Regions from separate parts of the Sus scrofa genome. Here all the other regions are linked to region 1. The links are chromatin contacts, called in public Hi-C and HiChIP or PLAC-seq maps. All regions are on one chromosome and are shown on one strand. Each heading gives the region's core, a stretch centred on a gene start, on an enhancer-like site or on the middle of the called end of the contact. The rest is flanking DNA. Distances are from core to core; before and after follow the strand shown. Region 1 holds the start of WNT11 (protein Wnt-11). Region 2 overlaps LOC102162516 (a long non-coding RNA gene). Region 3 has its middle 36 kb from the start of THAP12.

Region 1 (2,733 bases), core at 48-2,547:
GGCTGCGTGTCCACGCCGCGCGGAAGGTCGCCGCGGGCCCGGCCTGAAGCCTGTCGCTGCGCAGCTCGCAGAGCCGACCCCGGGAATCCGTGACACAGAGCCACTGCTTCAAGGTTACCTGCGACGCCTAGCGAGGTGGGGCCCGCTCCCCGCCTTTGACCCTGGCCGCGAGATGCGTTTGCTGGGCTGCAGACGGTGCGCCAGGGGGCGGCGGTAGGGGTGGGGGTTATTTTGGAAGTGGGAAGGGTGGGGTGAGGGAACTCGGGGTACCTCATACAACCCTCTCTGAGCCCGACCCCGAGCGCCTAAGGGCCGTGAGGGTCTTGGAGGTACCTTAGCTCCGGGAGGTGGGAGGTGTGGGGCTCGTGCGCGAGCTCCGCCAGATGTTCAGAGCGGCTCCAGATGTGCCTGGGGGCCGGGACAGGACTTTCCTCCTCCCTACCCCCGAGCCTGGAGCTCAGGTCTGTAAACAAACTCTCGGTTCACTCCCTGGCCGCTTCTGGGGGCCCGTCTCAAAGCCAGGCGTCCGCCCCACCCCCCAATTTAGGAGGAACTGCCGTAGTTCTCTGCCTTTGGCCACCCTCTCCCGTCCCGCCACACACACCCCTGCTGCAGGATCCAAGTCCCCCACCCCCGCGGTGGCTCGGGCATGACCTCATCCGCGGGCTGACTGGGAGCGAGAGGGTCTTAAGGGGGGTGGGTAGGCTTGCGGCGGCCCGCGGGAAATGCACGGCCCCCCTGCACCATTCGTCCGCATAAAGCCGGCGCCCCCAGCCCCGCGGGACTGCGGTGAGTGGGGGGAATGCCTGGGAGAGCGGCGGAGGAGAGGCATGGAAAAGGGCTTGCTTTGCCTACCCGGGAGCGAGCGCCCGACGGGATCGCGCCGTCCCCCTCGGATTCGGGCGCCCGTAGCCCCCCGCCGCCCTGGCAGGTCCCCGCGGAGCTCTCGCCCGGTGCCCGCGGCCGCAGCTCACCTCCTGGGCCCTCGCCTGGAGGGGCCGGCCGGGGAGCGGCGAGCGCGGCCCCCAGCGGACCCGAGCGCTCTCCCTGCTGGGCCGGCGGCGAGGGCGCACTCTTCACTTGCGGCAGGAGAAGGACGCCCGGGATCCTGGCGAGCAGCGGCCGGCTCGGGGCTCTCGGGGACCGGGGCGCGGACTCAGGCCGCTCTGGAGGGGGCTCGGCTGCCGGGGCCTGCGCTCGCCCGCTCGCCCGAGCTCTCCTGCTCAGCCGGCACCGTCTCCCGCCCCGGCTGCCCGAACTGCTTTATAAGGCGCGGGCAGCTGCTTTGATCCGCCCACGTCAGCGCGCCGAAACCCCACCGGGTGGCTCGCGCCGCGCGCGGGGGGCGGGGGCGGGGTCCCCGCGGATGCCACGGACCCGCGGCGCCAGCGGCACGAGAGGACGTCGCACCCTGTTGCGTTCCAAAGAGGAGACTTACAGACTGTAACTGCAGCTGGTGTTAACTGAGCGTGCGGGCTGCGAGCCTACTGCGTGCCTGGGGTGCGTGGGGCCCAGGTAAGGCCGGTTTCTCAACCTCACAGCAAGCCCTCCACCCCGTCTGGTTTGGCAGAGGAGGAAGCCTGGGGCTCAGGCGAAAGTCCGACTTAGGTCTCGGTCTGGGGCCCAGGCATCCCTCGGTGTTGATCCTGTAGCTCAGGTCCCGGCAGACATCGGGGACCCCGAGAGCTGCCTCGGTGTCCCAGTCCAGCCTTCACAGGGTTGCCTCTCCAGATCGCTGGTTCCAGGTCTGCGGACTCTCAGCGAAGAAAGGAGGCGCCACGGCTCTGCCCTGAGAAGGCGCTGTAACCTTGGCACCAAGGAGGCAGGCGTCCCATCTCTGGGATGACTCTTAGGGAGTCTTCTGGGTACCTTGCCCTGGTCTCCAAGGAACCACCAGCAGAGGGCTGGTTTCAGAAGCTAAAGAGAAGGAAGAGTGCTCCTTGCGGGTGTAGAACCTTGCCTGGGGTTGGGGCTGGGGCTGTATTTCTGGGGAGACTTCCCTGGGACTGGTTCCACGCCCACCTGGGCCCTCCCTGGCTGACTGTGCCCCCTCCCCTTTCTACCTGCCCCGGTTGGTTACTGTGGTTGCCCTAACTTCTGTCTCTCCCACTCCCCACCTCAGGGGCCCCAACCCCAAGGATGATCTCAAGAATAATCTAGTTCTTTAGCAGAAGGGGAAATAGATTTAGTGAAAGGGGGCTTCTTTCAGATTTCAAAAAAATGCTTGGTACTCTTTCCCCAGTTCCTTGTAGGCACCCATGAACAGCACCCCTAGGCTGTCTTAACCTGGCTGTAACGGCAAACGATGCCCACGTCTGAGCCCAGAGTCCACCGCAGGTTCTCAGCCATGCAAGTGCCCCTGCACGTAAGCAGCCAGTCCCCTTTCTGCACAGGGCTGGGACTGATCTCCCCACAAGTGGTCACAAACACACTCAGGAGATCCTCGGACACACCGTAGGCCCCCACACACTCAGTTGCACATACAGGGGAAATGGCCGTACACATTTTCCTTTTCTATCTTTGCTTTTTTGTTTTGCTTTTTAGGCCACACCCATGGCAAATGGAGGTTCCCAGGCTAGGGGTCAAGTCAGAGCCATAGCCACCGGCCTACGCCACAGCCACAGCAATGCAGAATCCATGCCTTGACTGCAACCTGCACCACAGATTACGGCAACTGCAGATCCTTAACCCACTGAGCGAGGCCAGGGATCGAACCCACAGCCTCATGGATGC
Region 2 (2,700 bases), core at 135-2,634, 77 kb after region 1:
AAGAAATACAAATCAGAACTACAATGAAGTACCACTTCAAACCAGTCACAGTGGCCTTAATTTTTAAAAAAATCTACAAATAATAAACGCTGAACAGGGTGTGGAGAAAAGGGAGCCCTCTTACACTGTTGGTGAGAATGCAAATTGGTGCAGCCACTGTGGAAGAGTACGGGAGGTTCCTCAAAAAACTAAAAATAGAATTGCCATGTGATCCAGCAATCCCCCTCCTGGGCATATATCCAGACAAAACTCTAATTTAAAAAGATGCATGCACCCCTATATTTATAGAAACACTATTTCCTTCAGATTATGAGACTGACACACTGCCTACTGTGCTAAGGAGGCAACTAGAAACACTATTTCCAATAACCAAGACAAGGAAACAACCTAAATATCCGAGAGGTGAATGAATTAAGAAGATGTGGTACATATAAACAATGGAATACTACCCAGTCATTAAAAAGGATGAACCAATGCCATTTGCAGCCACAAGGCTGGACTAGAGAGTCTCATACTAAGCGAAGTAAGTCAGAAAGAGAAAAATACCATATGGCATCACTGGACACGTGAAATAAAAACAAAAACAGACTCACAGATATAGAGAACAGACTCGTGGTTGCCAAGGACAGGGCAGGGGAGGGAAGATGTGGGAGACTGGGATTAGCAGAGGCAAACTATTATATACAGGACGGATAAACAGGGAACACCATTCACTAGCCTGTGATAAATCATAATGGAAAAGAACATGGGAGTTCCCGTCATGGCGCAGTGGTTAACGAACCCGACTAGGAACCATGAGGTTGCCGGTTTGATCCCTGGCCTTGCTCAGGGGGTTAAGGATCCGGCGTTGCCATGAGCTGTGGTGTAGGTCGCAGACACAGCTCAGATCTGGCGTTGCTGTGGCTCTGGCGTAGGCTGGCGACTACAGCTCCGATTGGACCCTAGCCTGGGAACCTCCACATGTTGCCAGAGCAGCCCTAAAAGAGGCAAAAAAACAAAAAAACAAAAAAAAAAGGAAAAGAACATGAAAAAGGACATACATGTCTGAGTCACTTGCAGAAAGGAACACAACATTGTAAATCAACTATACTGCAATAAAATTTTTAAAATTAAAAAAAATTAAATGAAAAAAAAAAGACGATTTCAGATTCCCAGCTGGGCCACTCAATGCTCAGAGCCCGTCTGGCCCCTGCCGCTTTGGGTCCCACATTCGCCCCTGAGAGGCTGGCCCCCTGGGCTGCGGGGAGGGGTGCCGGCTCGGCCACTTGCAGAGCACTGCAGACCCCAACCCTGGGAGAAGAGGGCGGGACCTGCCCCCAGCAAGCCCTGGCTGAGGTCAGTGGGTCCGCTGGCCAAGCAGGCTTGCTCAGGGCAGAGCCATCAGAGCTGAGATGGAGCGTTTCCAAGGTGACAGCATGGGACTAAAGTAACTTGATAGGTCCTTCCCCCACCCTACCTCGCTGGGGCTCAGGGGAGGGGCTGCGGGGACAAGGGTGGGGAGGGGGCAGCTTCATGCTGACTCCTGGTTTCTGCGCGGCAGCTGGAAGGTCCCCATCCCCCCAGTGGACAGATGGAAGATTTGAAACCAGAGGGCGACAGGGCTTGGCCCAACATCACCCAGCGGCTGGCGACAGACCTGAAGCCCAAGGCTCGTCAACTGGGGATATGTGTGCTGCCTGTTTCTTGCATCCATTCATTCCTTCATTCAATTATTCACTCAGCCAACAACCTTCCTTCCTGCCCGTGTCATGGGAGCTGCAGACTCAGAGAAGAATCAGACAAGCCCTGCCCTCAGGGAACTCCCGGTCTGATGGGGAAACAACCACATAACTAGTCAATGACAACATGGAACTTCTGCGACAACAATTCACAAGGGAGCAGAGCGCAAAGGCCAGTCCAGGCTCGGGTGCTCAGAGGCTTCGTGGAGCAGGTCGAGTCTGTGGGACAAGGAGCCCCAGGGCTGGATTCCCAGTCGGGCAGGGAGCACAGAGGCAGGAGAGCCCCACGGGAAGGCAAGTCACAGGAGCCCTCGCAAGGGACACCCCACTATTAAGTCAGCCCCCACCCAAATCCTGGTTCTCCACCCCTCCTCAGACTTGTCTCGCCTACCCCTTGGAGCGGGGACGGGGAAGGACACCCCAGCCAGTGGCAAGGGCCAAGGATGTCTCTGTCCTCAGGGCCCCAAGAGGCAACTCCTCCTGAGCCAGGGCTGAACACCAACCAGTAAGGGCAGGTCCTCTCCTCCAGCCCCCGTCCCCGAGAACTGGCCCAGTCACTCCCTTCCTCTACAACACGCCGCTGAAATGCATGGTCATTCTCACCGGCTACAATCATTTCAAGACAAAGCAATACTGGTCTTTCCCGACGCACGAATGGGGACAGCTTCTGAATCTGTAAGGATTCAGAAAGACTTACATCTTCAAATCCTGGCTCCCGGACTTAGCGGCTTGGCAATGTGGGGTCTCAGTGGGCCATCAGGGTTGGTGACACCCACACCACATAGAGTGGCTATGAGGACCGGCAGAGAAGCCATGTATACCAAGCAGCAGTGGGAGCTCAGTCAATGCCTGTCCCTTCTCTCTGAGACTGGCAGGGCGAGCACCCCCAGTGCGCCTTCCCTGGGAAGGGAGAGGGCATTTCAGGGATGCTGCAGGGGACACCAGGAGGAAGAGCCAGGAGGCCAGGAGCAGAGGCTCCGGG
Region 3 (2,889 bases), core at 116-2,615, 95 kb after region 1:
ATGTGCTGCAGGTGTGGCCCTAAAAAAAAAAAGTAGAAGTATCAAGCACATAGTAAGTTCTTTTTTTTTTTTTTTTGGTCTTTTTGCCTTTATCTTTTTAGGGCCGTACCCACGCATATGGAGGTTGCCAGCTAGGGGTCTTATCAGAGCTGTAGCCAGTGGCCTACACCACAGCCACAGCAGTGCCATATCCAAGCCATGCTGCAATCTACACCACAGCTCATGGCAACACTGGGTCCTTAACCCACTGAGCGAGGCCAGGGATTGAACCTGCGACCTTATGGTTCCTAGTCGGATTCGTTTCCACTGCACCACAACGGGAATTCCACACAGTAGGTTCTTAACAGCAGTTTCTCGATCCCTTTTTCCCAGTGTGGATTCTGAGCTGCTAGAGAGACTGTTTCTTAGTTTTCCATTGTGTGGTGTCAGGACAGAATGAGAGGTAAATTGGGACGGATGGAAGAAAGCAGCTGTGGCCCAGTCTATGCCAAGTACAGGTATGTGAATTTCAAAAGCAGCTTCAGCCTCGGGAAGACGTCCCTGCGCCTTTCCCTTGAAGGGCTGCTTGGATCACGCTGCTGGTGGCCAGCTGGTTTCCTCGTCCGTCTCCCCTCTCGCCCCCTCCCCCTCGCACAGATGTGGACTCCCCTCAGTCAGGTGCTGGGGATGACTCAGCACTGTGTCCCCAAGCTCCCCCCCAAGTGCTTGGCACAGAGCAGTATCACCAGATGGAGCAGCGGGCTAGTCTCTGCAACTGTCACTTGAAGGCCCCTGAAAGAACAGTTTTACTTGCTGCCGAGAGGGCACTGAGCCCCTAGGCGAGAGTGAGCAGGCACTGGGAGCCCAGCAGGGACAGGGCAGGGGGCGGTGAGCGGCAGGATGGGCAGAGCTGGATGAGGGGCACGCTGGTTCGAGATTCGCCCTTTGACACTGATTCATTAAACACAGTGAACAAACATTAAGTGCCTAGTGTTCGCTAGGCTCTGTGCACATTCTGGCTTGCGATGCTGCGGGTGTTGGTTGAGAGCAATGTGCATCTGGCTCTGCGCATTCTGGGCAAGTTGTTTAATGGCTCTGAGCCTCAGTGACAGCATCAGCAATAAGGTCATAATACTCAGTTTCACAAGGTTGTTCTGAGAATTATGAGTTTATTTATGTGACTAGCTTGACACCGTCCCTGCTAGATTACTGTTTGCCAATAATTGTTGAAGATAATAATAACCCTCACTCAATCCTGTGTGGCTGCAGCCAGAGCGCCTTGGAGTCCGGGCCAGGAATCCAGTTTTGTCATCCGAGAGCTCAGAGAACTGCTGCCAGAGAAGACAGAGGAGGAGCAGATCCCTGGCCAGGGGCTTTCGGGGCACTCTTTCCATCTGAGCTGTTGTTTTTCCCAGAGCTAGGAGCCTGCAGAGCAGGCGTGTCTGCTGGGTCGCCAAGAGCGCCTCCGGGGAAAGTGGTATGTGAAGCCAGGACGCAGCTTGCACATAACCAGGCAATAACGGCGACTTCCTGGACTCACAGCTGAGGATGCACTTAAGGCGCCGTCCTGGGCCTGCTCTGAGCACCTCCTCTCTCTGCTGTCCCTTCTGCTGAGTTACAGCCTGGCCCAGGAGAGTTTATTGCTTCACCCCCAGAACATTCTCTTACTGGAGTCTGAGACAATAATAATGATACCAGTGGATTTGCTGCCAGATGTTCCACGGCTTCCATCATGCTGTCTTACCCTTCATCTCATCTGTCCGCCACAATATTTTTTTAGCAAATGAAGACACTGAGGCACAAGGAGTTAAGTAACTTACCTGAGGTCCTGGTCTCGGCCACCAGGTATTGTGCTTATTCAAAGTCTGGTGCTTATTCAAAAGTTTTTAAAACAAGAGTGGACACTCACTGGGAGCCCATGGAAGCCAGTCTCTATTCGCGATGCTCTGCGAACCTTAGGTCTTAGTGATCCTCACACACACGCCCTTTGGCAGAAACGTACTATTCCTCTCAGATGAGAGGTCAAGGAAGGGGCCCAAGGATAGACAGGTAGCAGGCAGCGGAACTAGGGTTAATTCCAGAGAACTGGGCTCCACAATCCACATCCTTAATCTCTATGCCAGGGTTTCTTAGCCTCATGCCATGGATATTTGGGGCCAGAAAATCCTTTGTTTTGGGGGCCAGTCCTGCACAATGTAGGATGTTTGGCAGCATCCTTAGACTCTACACACCAGATGCCACTAGCTTCCTGTCCCCCTCCCTGCCCCCTGCTGTGACAACCCAAATGCCTCCCAACACGGCCAAATGTCACCTGGGGTGTGAAAGTGTCCCTGATTGAGATCCACTGTTCTGTGTTTTGCTATCCTAAAATGACTCTATATATACATATAGTTTTTTAAAAAATATAGCAAACTCCAACTTTACAAAAAATAGGTTCTATTGACCCCTTTCTAAAATGAATCAAAATACAAACTCAAACAACCTTAACTTCTCACCTCCTATGCCCGGGCAATTTATAGACCATTTTAAAAATGAATTGGGAGTTCCCGTCACGGCTCAGTGGTTAGGGAATCCGACTAGGAACCATGAGGCTGCGGGTTCGATCCCTGGCCTTGCTCAGTGGGTTAAGGATCCGGCGTTGCCCTTGCCATGAGCTGTGGTGTAGGTCGCAGACATGGCTCGGATCCTGTGCCACTGTGGCTCTGACATAGGCCGATGGCTACATCTCCGATTAGACCCCTAGCCTGGGAACCTCCATATGCCTGCCGCGGGAACGGCACTAAAAAGACAAAAAGGACCCCCCCCCCCAAAAAAGGAATTGATGCTTAGGGAAATCAAGAAACTTGCCCAGAATAACAAAGCTGGTATGGGGCCAAACAAGAACATCAGTCTCCAGGTCCACATGACGAA

What was found. A called contact is a pair of places that touch in the nucleus more often than the background predicts. HiChIP or PLAC-seq counts read pairs in DNA pulled down with a chosen protein or histone mark.
Region 2: a contact with region 1 is called in an H3K27ac HiChIP or PLAC-seq map of skeletal muscle, with 5 times the contacts expected there. The contact joins the enhancer-like site here to the promoter of WNT11 in region 1. A contact is called at or near these places in 4 of 5 promoter capture datasets (fetal liver, liver and skeletal muscle), 25 of 47 Hi-C or Micro-C datasets (blood, brain, embryonic fibroblasts and 14 more) and 1 of 2 datasets of contacts at active chromatin or transcription factors (skeletal muscle).
Region 3: a Hi-C map of skeletal muscle shows a contact between it and region 1, with 8 times the contacts expected there. The contact joins the enhancer-like site here to the promoter of WNT11 in region 1. A contact is called at or near these places in 4 of 5 promoter capture datasets (fetal liver, fetal skeletal muscle, liver and 1 more), 8 of 47 Hi-C or Micro-C datasets (embryonic fibroblasts, fetal skeletal muscle, liver and 2 more) and 1 of 2 datasets of contacts at active chromatin or transcription factors (skeletal muscle).

The regions. Positions count from the first base shown.
Region 1 is chr9:10,433,861-10,436,593 of Sscrofa11.1, forward strand. WNT11 (protein Wnt-11) reads right to left here and starts at 1,298. Exons shown (of 6, transcript XM_005667138.3): 1 at 975-1,298.
Region 2 is chr9:10,511,002-10,513,701 of Sscrofa11.1, forward strand. The region is part of intron 2 of LOC102162516 (a long non-coding RNA gene); the gene reads right to left. Among named protein-coding and RNA genes, the nearest start is that of THAP12, 54 kb to the right of the region's middle. Within about 2 kb of position 1,385, at least 5 of the 83 cell types and tissues checked have an H3K27ac peak or open chromatin away from gene starts, as enhancers often do. A contact at or near this core is called in skeletal muscle, where this site is marked.
Region 3 is chr9:10,528,811-10,531,699 of Sscrofa11.1, forward strand. No RefSeq gene overlaps it. Among named protein-coding and RNA genes, the nearest start is that of THAP12, 36 kb to the right of the region's middle. Within about 2 kb of position 1,366, at least 17 of the 83 cell types and tissues checked have an H3K27ac peak or open chromatin away from gene starts, as enhancers often do. A contact at or near this core is called in fetal skeletal muscle, mesenteric adipose tissue and skeletal muscle, where this site is marked.